2 separate regions of the Mus musculus genome follow, and region 1 is linked to region 2. Evidence: chromatin contacts called from public Micro-C data. All regions are on one chromosome and are shown on one strand. Each heading gives the region's core, a stretch centred on a gene start, on an enhancer-like site or on the middle of the called end of the contact. The rest is flanking DNA. Distances are from core to core; before and after follow the strand shown. Region 1 holds the start of Tac1 (tachykinin 1). Region 2 holds the start of Sdhaf3 (succinate dehydrogenase complex assembly factor 3).

Evidence for each region. Hi-C and Micro-C count contacts between places; a contact is called where the count stands out from the background.
Region 1: a contact with region 2 is called in a Micro-C map of embryonic stem cells. The contact joins the promoter of Tac1 here to the promoter of Sdhaf3 in region 2. A contact is called at or near these places in 4 of 39 promoter capture datasets (cranial neural crest, embryonic stem cells and frontonasal cranial neural crest), 1 of 484 Hi-C or Micro-C datasets (embryonic stem cells) and 1 of 9 other capture datasets (embryonic stem cells).

Annotation. Positions count from the first base shown.
Region 1 is chr6:7,553,412-7,557,447 of GRCm38.p6, forward strand. It overlaps Tac1 (tachykinin 1), which reads left to right and starts at 1,650. Exons shown (of 7, transcript NM_009311.3): 1 at 1,650-1,750; 2 at 2,194-2,325; 3 at 3,273-3,369; 4 at 3,805-3,849. The coding sequence starts at 2,203.
Region 2 is chr6:6,953,630-6,957,667 of GRCm38.p6, forward strand. It overlaps Sdhaf3 (succinate dehydrogenase complex assembly factor 3), which reads left to right and starts at 2,389. Exons shown (of 2, transcript NM_001077713.1): 1 at 2,389-2,571. The coding sequence starts at 2,398.

The DNA.
Region 1 (4,036 bases), core at 400-2,899, 600 kb after region 2:
TTGTCTTAAAAAATAGGTCATACCTTAAAAGCTCTAAATTGGCAATTTTTAAAGTTGGTAGATCATGGATTTATTTCATATTTCCTGAATTATGTATCAGAATAACTCCATAGTACATGAGAACATATTTTCTACATAAGCGGAGGCATGAAATTTTCAAATTGTTTAGGCAAATGACTGTACATTTGTGTTCACCATTTCTCCTTTTAAAAGTTTTGAAAATAAAAATAGAATGTTCACATTATGAAATCCCTCTGAATGTCTACATTTAGGTTTTAAAACAATATAAACACTGGAGGCAAACATTAGTTTGGCTTGCAAACACTTCTTTCCTCTTCATATTATACTAAAAACATATTAGGGAACGATGATTCCCAAAAGAAAACAACTCTATCCAAAAGACCCCATCGCTCTGGGTGTGGTGGTACACACCTGTAGTTCCAGTAACAAGTAGGCTGAGTTAGGAGAATACCCATTTTGAGTCCTAGTCTAAAAAAGTCAAAACAAATAACTGCAACATCGTTTACTTCATCCAAAGATGGAAAAGTATTATACATCTGGGACAGAAGGTATCTGTAAAACCGTGGTTTGCTAAAGACTTCTGTCTCTGACAGATCTGCAGCACACACACACACACACACACACACACCCTTGGTGACAAAGGTAAACATACAGACTTTATAGCCCTCCAACAAGGCTTAAGGGGAGAGAGGCACAATTATTCTCTTGCAACTCCCTCTACCTTCTGTGTGTGACTGCGAAGAAGCTTCAGAGGAACGAAAGAGGTCCTCAGATGGCTGGTGGGTACGTTCCACATGCTGTTCTACATGCTACAGCGTCCTTGAATGGCTGGTGGGTAAGTTCTACATGCTACAGCGTCCTCAGATGGCTGGTGGGTAAGTTCTACATGCTACAGCGTCCTCGGATGGCTGGTGGGTACGTTCCACATGCTGTTCTACATGCTACAGCAGGCTTCAATTCTTCTTTCTCCTAAATGTAAAGCAAGTCTGCTTTCCTCCTCTAGAACACAAGACTGAAACCCCTTTGCAAGGCTAGAGAAATGAGAGAGAGTATTCTGGCTGATTTAGGGAGGGAGGGCTGTTCCAGCCATGTAACACCTCAGGAACCTTTAAGACACATACAGGTAGAGCTAGAAGGAAAATCCCCGCTTGCCTCATCCCACTGAAGTGCTTGCTAGTGTCTTAGTGTCATTTCACAAGGTTTTGTTGCGGAAGTTATTTGGCTGTCCTCAAAGCTCAAGATTCCCTGACTCCTCTAGAGAGAAAAGTTCCCAAAGTCCGAGGCATGAGTCACTTCACTCAGTTTTGATGAGTAATCTCAGGTGTCACTGAACCTTGTTCGGAAGAAGAGGGGAGGAGGGCGTCAGATTGTCAGACGAAGAAAACAGGTCTCTCTGGATTGGATGGCAAGACCTCGACTTCCCTAAAATTGCGTCATTTCGAACACAATTTGGTCCAGATGTTATGGACTCCGACGGGTTACCGTCTCGGAAACTCTACATCACGCAAGCGAAAGGCGAGGGGGCGGCTAATTAAATATTGAGCAGAAAGTCGCGTGGGGAGAGTGTCACGTGGCTCTACAGGCTCGTCACGCCTGAGATAAATACCGCAAAGCAGGAGCTGGGGACTAGACCGCACTCGGACCTGCTCCGCTCCTGCACCGCGGCCAAGGAGAGCAAAGAGCGCCCAGCAAGTGCGCACCTGCGGAGCATCCCCGCGGTCTGACCGCAGTGAGTACCACTCTAGCCTGCCAGCCAAGGCTGCCTGGGACCCGTCGTGCCTTCGTCGGAGGTGGCGTCCGCCCTGGCTCTGCTCCCACTCCATTCTCAGACCCGGAGAGAAAGTGTGCAAATACCAACGCCTCTCTTTGTCTGCCACCTGCAGAGTCTTCAGGCTTGAGAGTGTGGGCCAGTGGGTAGGGGGCTGGGACGCTGAGACTCAAGGAGAGGAGGATTTGAGGCTCTTTGGCGCCTCAGGAGCCTTCTTAAAGGGTTTGGAGAAGTGTTCGACCTGGTGGGCTTTTGGTTTTGTTTTTATTTTAATCTTGGTTTAGCGGGACCTGTTCTTTCTTCCTTGTGGCACTGAAATTCAGCTGCTCTAACTCTTGGGTGGCCACAGCCTCCTTATGTATAATGTCTCTTTCCCACCTTCCTCTGTCTCCTACTCTCTTCAGAAATCGAACATGAAAATCCTCGTGGCCGTGGCGGTCTTTTTTCTCGTTTCCACTCAACTGTTTGCAGAGGAAATCGATGCCAACGATGATCTAAATTATTGGTCCGACTGGTCCGACAGTGACCAGATCAAGGTGAGTCCCAAACGGGCGTGGGAGCTGTTGCCTTCTCCTTGTGGTAGCACCCTGATTAGCCCAGCTTGAGCTGGAGAGGCGCACTGGAATATAAAGGTCATCACGTCCCGGACAAGGCACAGGGCTTATTGCCCAGAACCAAACTAAGTTTCCTCCCTGAGGGAGGGCAACGTCGTAGGTTCAGTCAGTGTCTCCCCAGTATCTCGCCCCTCCCACCTCCTCTCTCTCCTCTCTGTCTTTCTCTCTCACAGCCGGGTTCTCACCACGCTGGAAACCTCATTAGGTTTTAATCCCTACTTACAGGGTTGGGGAGGAGGGGAAATCGAGGGGGGAATTTAGTAAAACCGCACTGCCAGAGCGTTTGAGATGCTGGATAGAGAAGTGAATCAGTTAATGGGGGCAAAAGCGGGATTTTACTTAGCTGCGGGGTCTCAGTGGAGAAACTAACTCCGCACTCCAGCATTCAGTGCTCCAAGTTTCCCTGTACATCACTCTTGGCTACTGGCTCCAAGGAGCGCGCCTTGGGAAATGGTGAAAGTTGTGCGGTGGTGCAAGGTTGCTCTGAAAGTATCCTCACCCTTCTTCATCCACCCTACTGTTCACAGTTAGGACAGTGAGAGGACTTCGAAGCCTCGCTGAGAGCAAACAAAGGTGATAACAAGAACTTGAGTGAGCCCTCTGGTGCAATTAAGAGCAGAAAGCTTACAGGATCCAGGGCTGGCAGGTGTGGCGCTGCTGCAGGAGCCTCCCCGGTAGACTTTGTGGAGAAGGAAATCCCAGGCGGGGCCAGATTGGGGAAAGTGTATAGGTTTTAGTATGGCCCAGACGCGTGCTAGCCCACCAGGTTCTGGTGTCTGGGGGAATCTGTGGCTCTGGGGGACGCTCAGGTGCACCACTAAGGTGATCCTGGTTCACTTAAGTTGTCTGCTCGCGGGTTTGTCCCCCAGGAGGCAATGCCGGAGCCCTTTGAGCATCTTCTGCAGAGAATCGCCCGAAGACCCAAGCCTCAGCAGTTCTTTGGATTAATGGGCAAGCGGGATGCTGGTGAGATGAGCAATAGTCACTAGATCTATCAGGCTACCTGGTCTGCATGCTTGCTCCTTCCTGGAGAACCCAAATGTCTCTTGTACTGGGAGTATAGATTTACACGCCTAAAGGCTTTTGATTCCCAGAAGTCTTCGATCTGTACTTCACTAACTCTAGATCGTGGGGGGAGGGGGAGGGGATCCATTTCTCTTGCTTCACTGCACCAAAGTGATGCAAATTGGAAACTAACCTTAGCTAAACAGTCCTCTGACTAAAGATCCAAATTACAAGGATCTCCAGGTATGTTAATAGTCCAGGCTCAGGTGAAAGATGTCTTCTTGGATTGGGCTAGATTTGGCTACCCCTTGTGGGTGATAGAAGTATTTAATTGCCTTGAGTTGATGGCAGTCAGTGGAGCTTGTGAAGAGTTAATGTCAATTCATCTCTTGTCAGATTCCTCAGTTGAAAAACAAGTGGCCCTGTTAAAGGCTCTTTATGGTAAACATCCCTATAAATCTTTATTTTCCTATTATGAATGATCACGTTAAAATAAAAAGCATTTTGTGCCTAATTAAAAAGTGTGTACACATCCGGATGTGGGTGCATGAGCGTGGTGTGTGTGTGTGTGTGTGTGTGTGTGTGTGTGTGTGTGTGCGCGCGCGCGCACGCGTGTATTTTAAGCTCC
Region 2 (4,038 bases), core at 1,139-3,638:
TTATACTTGTTAATTTAACCTGAAGAGAAACCAGAAAAAAAAAGCAAACTAGAATAAAATAATTTTCAATTTTCAAGGATATTAACAGATGAAATTTGGTAGCAAAGATGCCCTGAAATAAAATAACCACACTGCTCTTCAATCCTTGCCATTAATGTGATTTGTCATGATACCAAATTAAATTTATTAAGATAGTATTTTAGGCAAGTAATTTCCTTAAAGTTAAAGGAAAAACTCTATTCAAGGGCATAAATACTGGAGTGCTTCTTATTTTGTGCTGTACAGTAGTGAGACCTCGAAATGAGCAAAAAACATTGTAGGCTATTGTCTTTTTTGATTTCATAATTGTTACACAGACAGAAATCCTATGTTTGTGAGACAACTGCACACATTCTTGCCCTCTTGTGTTTTACCAACATGCAAATCCTGATGTGCTCAACACCACTAATAAACGCTCTGCACCAATGCAACAGTAATGTGGTTATTACATGTCTAGAGCACAGCCAGACCGGTGGGAAACACTCCCTCCTCCTGAAAAACGCCTTCCCCTAAGTATTCTTGTCAGAAGCTAGAATCAGTAACTAAGCAAAGTACGGCCTGCTGAGTATTATGAAGACAAAAAAGAAAAAACAACAAAAGCAGGAGCACCATGGGAGGTTTGGCTTGGTTATGTTAGTTTCAAACAAGGCTGTTGGGAAAGGTCACACGACAGTGAGCCGACACACTGGTTCTGGCAAGTGATGCCTCCTACCAGCCCCCGGAAGTGCTCCAAACAAGGTTTCCGGTTGGAAGTGAAGGAGTTCAAAGATGGAGGCCAGTGTGAGTGGAACTGACTTACTAGGGAGTGAATAAATAGAACATTTAAATTCTAGAGGTAGAGAGACTTTGAGTTGTTCAATAACAGAGTGCTACTGAGGATTTGTTAAGCAGAGGAACGATGTTATCTAATTACAGCCTGGGTAGATCATAACTGAAGTTCAACATGGCCAGAGGCAAGAACACAGATACGGTAGCTATCCAGTAGAAAGAGATAATTATGGTACAGGGTGTGATGGAAATAATGTTTGATTCCTGCATGATTTTGGTGGTGGAGCTATTAGGATTTGCTGAAGGATTAAAATTTAATTGGAACGAAAGAATAAGGACAAGAAGCTATCAGCTTTTGAAATAGTTACTTTTTTTTTCCCCACCTCTACACAAGTTTGGACTTGTGAACATCTAGATTTCTTGTTTTTGTAAGACCCCCGATGCTGGGCCTCTGCAAGTCCCCAGGTGAGCTGGCCAACACCCCAACGTCCTGAGAGAAAACCATACCTGATGCAAACTGCAAGAGGTTTTATTATCAGCTAGCTGAGGATGAAGTCCCTTTGCTGGTGCAGGGCAGGGGAGTTCGACCCGGTGACAGTAGGGAGCTTTTAACAGCTAGCTGAGGAGTTAGGAGGAGTTGGGAGGAGACTTGGGAGGAGTTGGGAGGAGAGTTGGGAGGACTTGGGAAGAGTTCTTCTCTTCCGGGTGTCCTTGGTGAAATTTACAAGGCAGGAGTGGGGAGTGAGTTCTTTCTGAATTTTTATCTCTGTGTCCTTGGCACAGGAAGGCAGGCATCTCTGGTTGTACAGTATAGAAACAAAAAGGCTTTTTGCTGGCTATAGAGAACAAAGAGCTTCTTTCTAGCTGTATTTTTTAAAGATCAGGGAAAACAAGCTTGGGAAACATCCAGGGGCTTTATCTTCCAGGGAGAAACGCTCTAAGTCAGGGTCTCACATTTTCATCTCACATTGTTTAATAAAAATTCTCAGAATCTTGGTCTTGGAAAAAAAATACACATAAAATAACTCCCAAGATTCTTTCATAGTGCACTTGACCTAGACCAACAAAGTCTGCCCTTCAGGGCTCACTTGTGATAACTACCTGGAAGAAGCTATGCCTACTGCATAAACTCCAAGTACAGCACTGCAAAGGACGAGGGCTGTTGCGAGGGACCGGCGAATGCCACACTATTTCAGAAGCCATAACACTTTGGATTAACCACGCAAGGCTTTCTGGAGAAGACTTCAGTTCGATGAAGTCTTTCTCAAATATTTAATAAGAAGAAACTAGCAAATGGAGAAGATGAGTTAACTCTGAAGGTAACAAGTCGCTCACACAAGACTTTTTGTCTTACACAGCAGCACCTCTCTAGGAAACTCAAGAAATTACAACTACTCCTCAACAGCCGCGCCTTTGGCAGAGCGTTTCTGTCCGCCCGCCCCAAATCCGGGTTTCCGGAAGGACAAGATTCTATGACGGACCAAACCGGATGAAGGTCGCGCGCTCTCTTCCGCCCGCTTTGGGGTTCACCCATAGGCGACTTCCTAGCGGGGGCGGAGCTACGCCCACCTTCTGCGCAGGCGCGGCGCGATGCCGGGGAAGCATGTCTCGAGAGTCCGGGCTTTATATAGGCGAATCTTGCTGCTACATCGGGCTCTGCCCCCGGACCTCAAAGCCCTGGGTGACCAGTACGTGAAGGACGAATTTAGGAGACATAAGACTGTTGGTCCTGGCGAGGCCCAGCGATTCTTGAAGGAATGGGAGGCAAGTGACGCCCCCTCCCCGCCCCCTCGTCCCGGACCTTGGGTTTTCAGTTCAGACCCCACCTTCCTAGCTGCTTCCCAGGGTCCGTGCACGGCCAAACAGGGCGTCTGGAATAGACAGACTAAAGTGGTCAAACAGCACTTCTTTCAAGCTCCGTCGCGAATCCCCCAGCTTCCCGCACAGGCTCTGTGCTTGAGCAGTTTCCCCCGCATTCAGAAGAACTTTCTGAGAGTGCTGAGGGTGCCAGGTGCTGGAGAGAGAAGGGTGGCGTGTCTCAGACGTTACTGCACTCCTGACTGTTTAGTGCTCCAAAAGTTCGTCGGCGTTTGTCCTTTGCGTTGCCTTTAGGCTGTTTAGGTGACAGCCGTGTAATTAACATGATGTCATTACTTAGCTGCCAGAATTAGATCATTTCGATCATTTGTTAATTTGTAATTGTAGGGCCTTAGTAAGCTTTCCACTTGACAGATAAATTATATAACCTAGAAAAGACCTAAGGATTGCAATTTGTTAAAGGGGTAATGCTGGCGGGGGCACGCGTTTGGATTCAGTGTTTGACTTTTCTCTTTTCTTTCTTATTATTTATTTTAGGTACATATTTATTTATTTGTGTGTATACGGGTGTGTGTGTGTGTGTGTGTGTGTGCTGGAGGTCAGAGGCTAACCCAAGGGAATGGTCTCTCCTTCCACCACATGGCTCCTGGGGATCAAACCGCGGGCTGCACAGCTTGGCAGCAGACACCTTTCTCAGTGAGCCATCTCCACGACCCTAATACCTTTTTTTTTTTTTTTTTTCTCTTAAGAATGAAGGGGGAGAAAGAGTATTGCATGATGCTGAAGAGTCTTGCAGGATCTCCTCCCATCTTGAAAATATCAGGAGGTGAAAGGAGTTGGGCATTTCTAGAGTGCATCTAGGTATTTTAAAGAAACTGCTCTGGTAAAGTAAAAAAGATTTTTCATGCTGATAGTGGCTGAAGTGATATTTACCTTTAAAACAACATAAAGATTAGGCTAGGGAAAAGCATTTTCATTGAATTCTATAATTCTTGATTGTAGAATTATTGAAGAGAGAACTTTATAATAATGAAATGTATAACTTTCTTAAAAGTCTTGGTTTATTAGATATAATTTGGTTGCCAGGAGCTGGGGAGGTTTAATATTTTTAAATGCAAAACACTTTCTTTAAATATGTAGTTGGTATTGAAATCAGAAAACTAGATTTAAATTCAGACCTCAGCATTTACTAAACATTACATCAGTTAATTTTTCTAGTCTTTCGGTCTGTAAAATAACGGTATTTACAACAGGCATCTCAATGTTAGTGTATTTATTACTTTATTTTATTCAGTTTGTTTGAGTCAGTGTTTTCCTGTGTTCTTGGCTGTCCTGGAACTCAATCTGTGGACCAGGCTGGCCTGCAACTCAGAGATCTGCAATGGATAATGCTAGTATATTTAAAAAGTACTA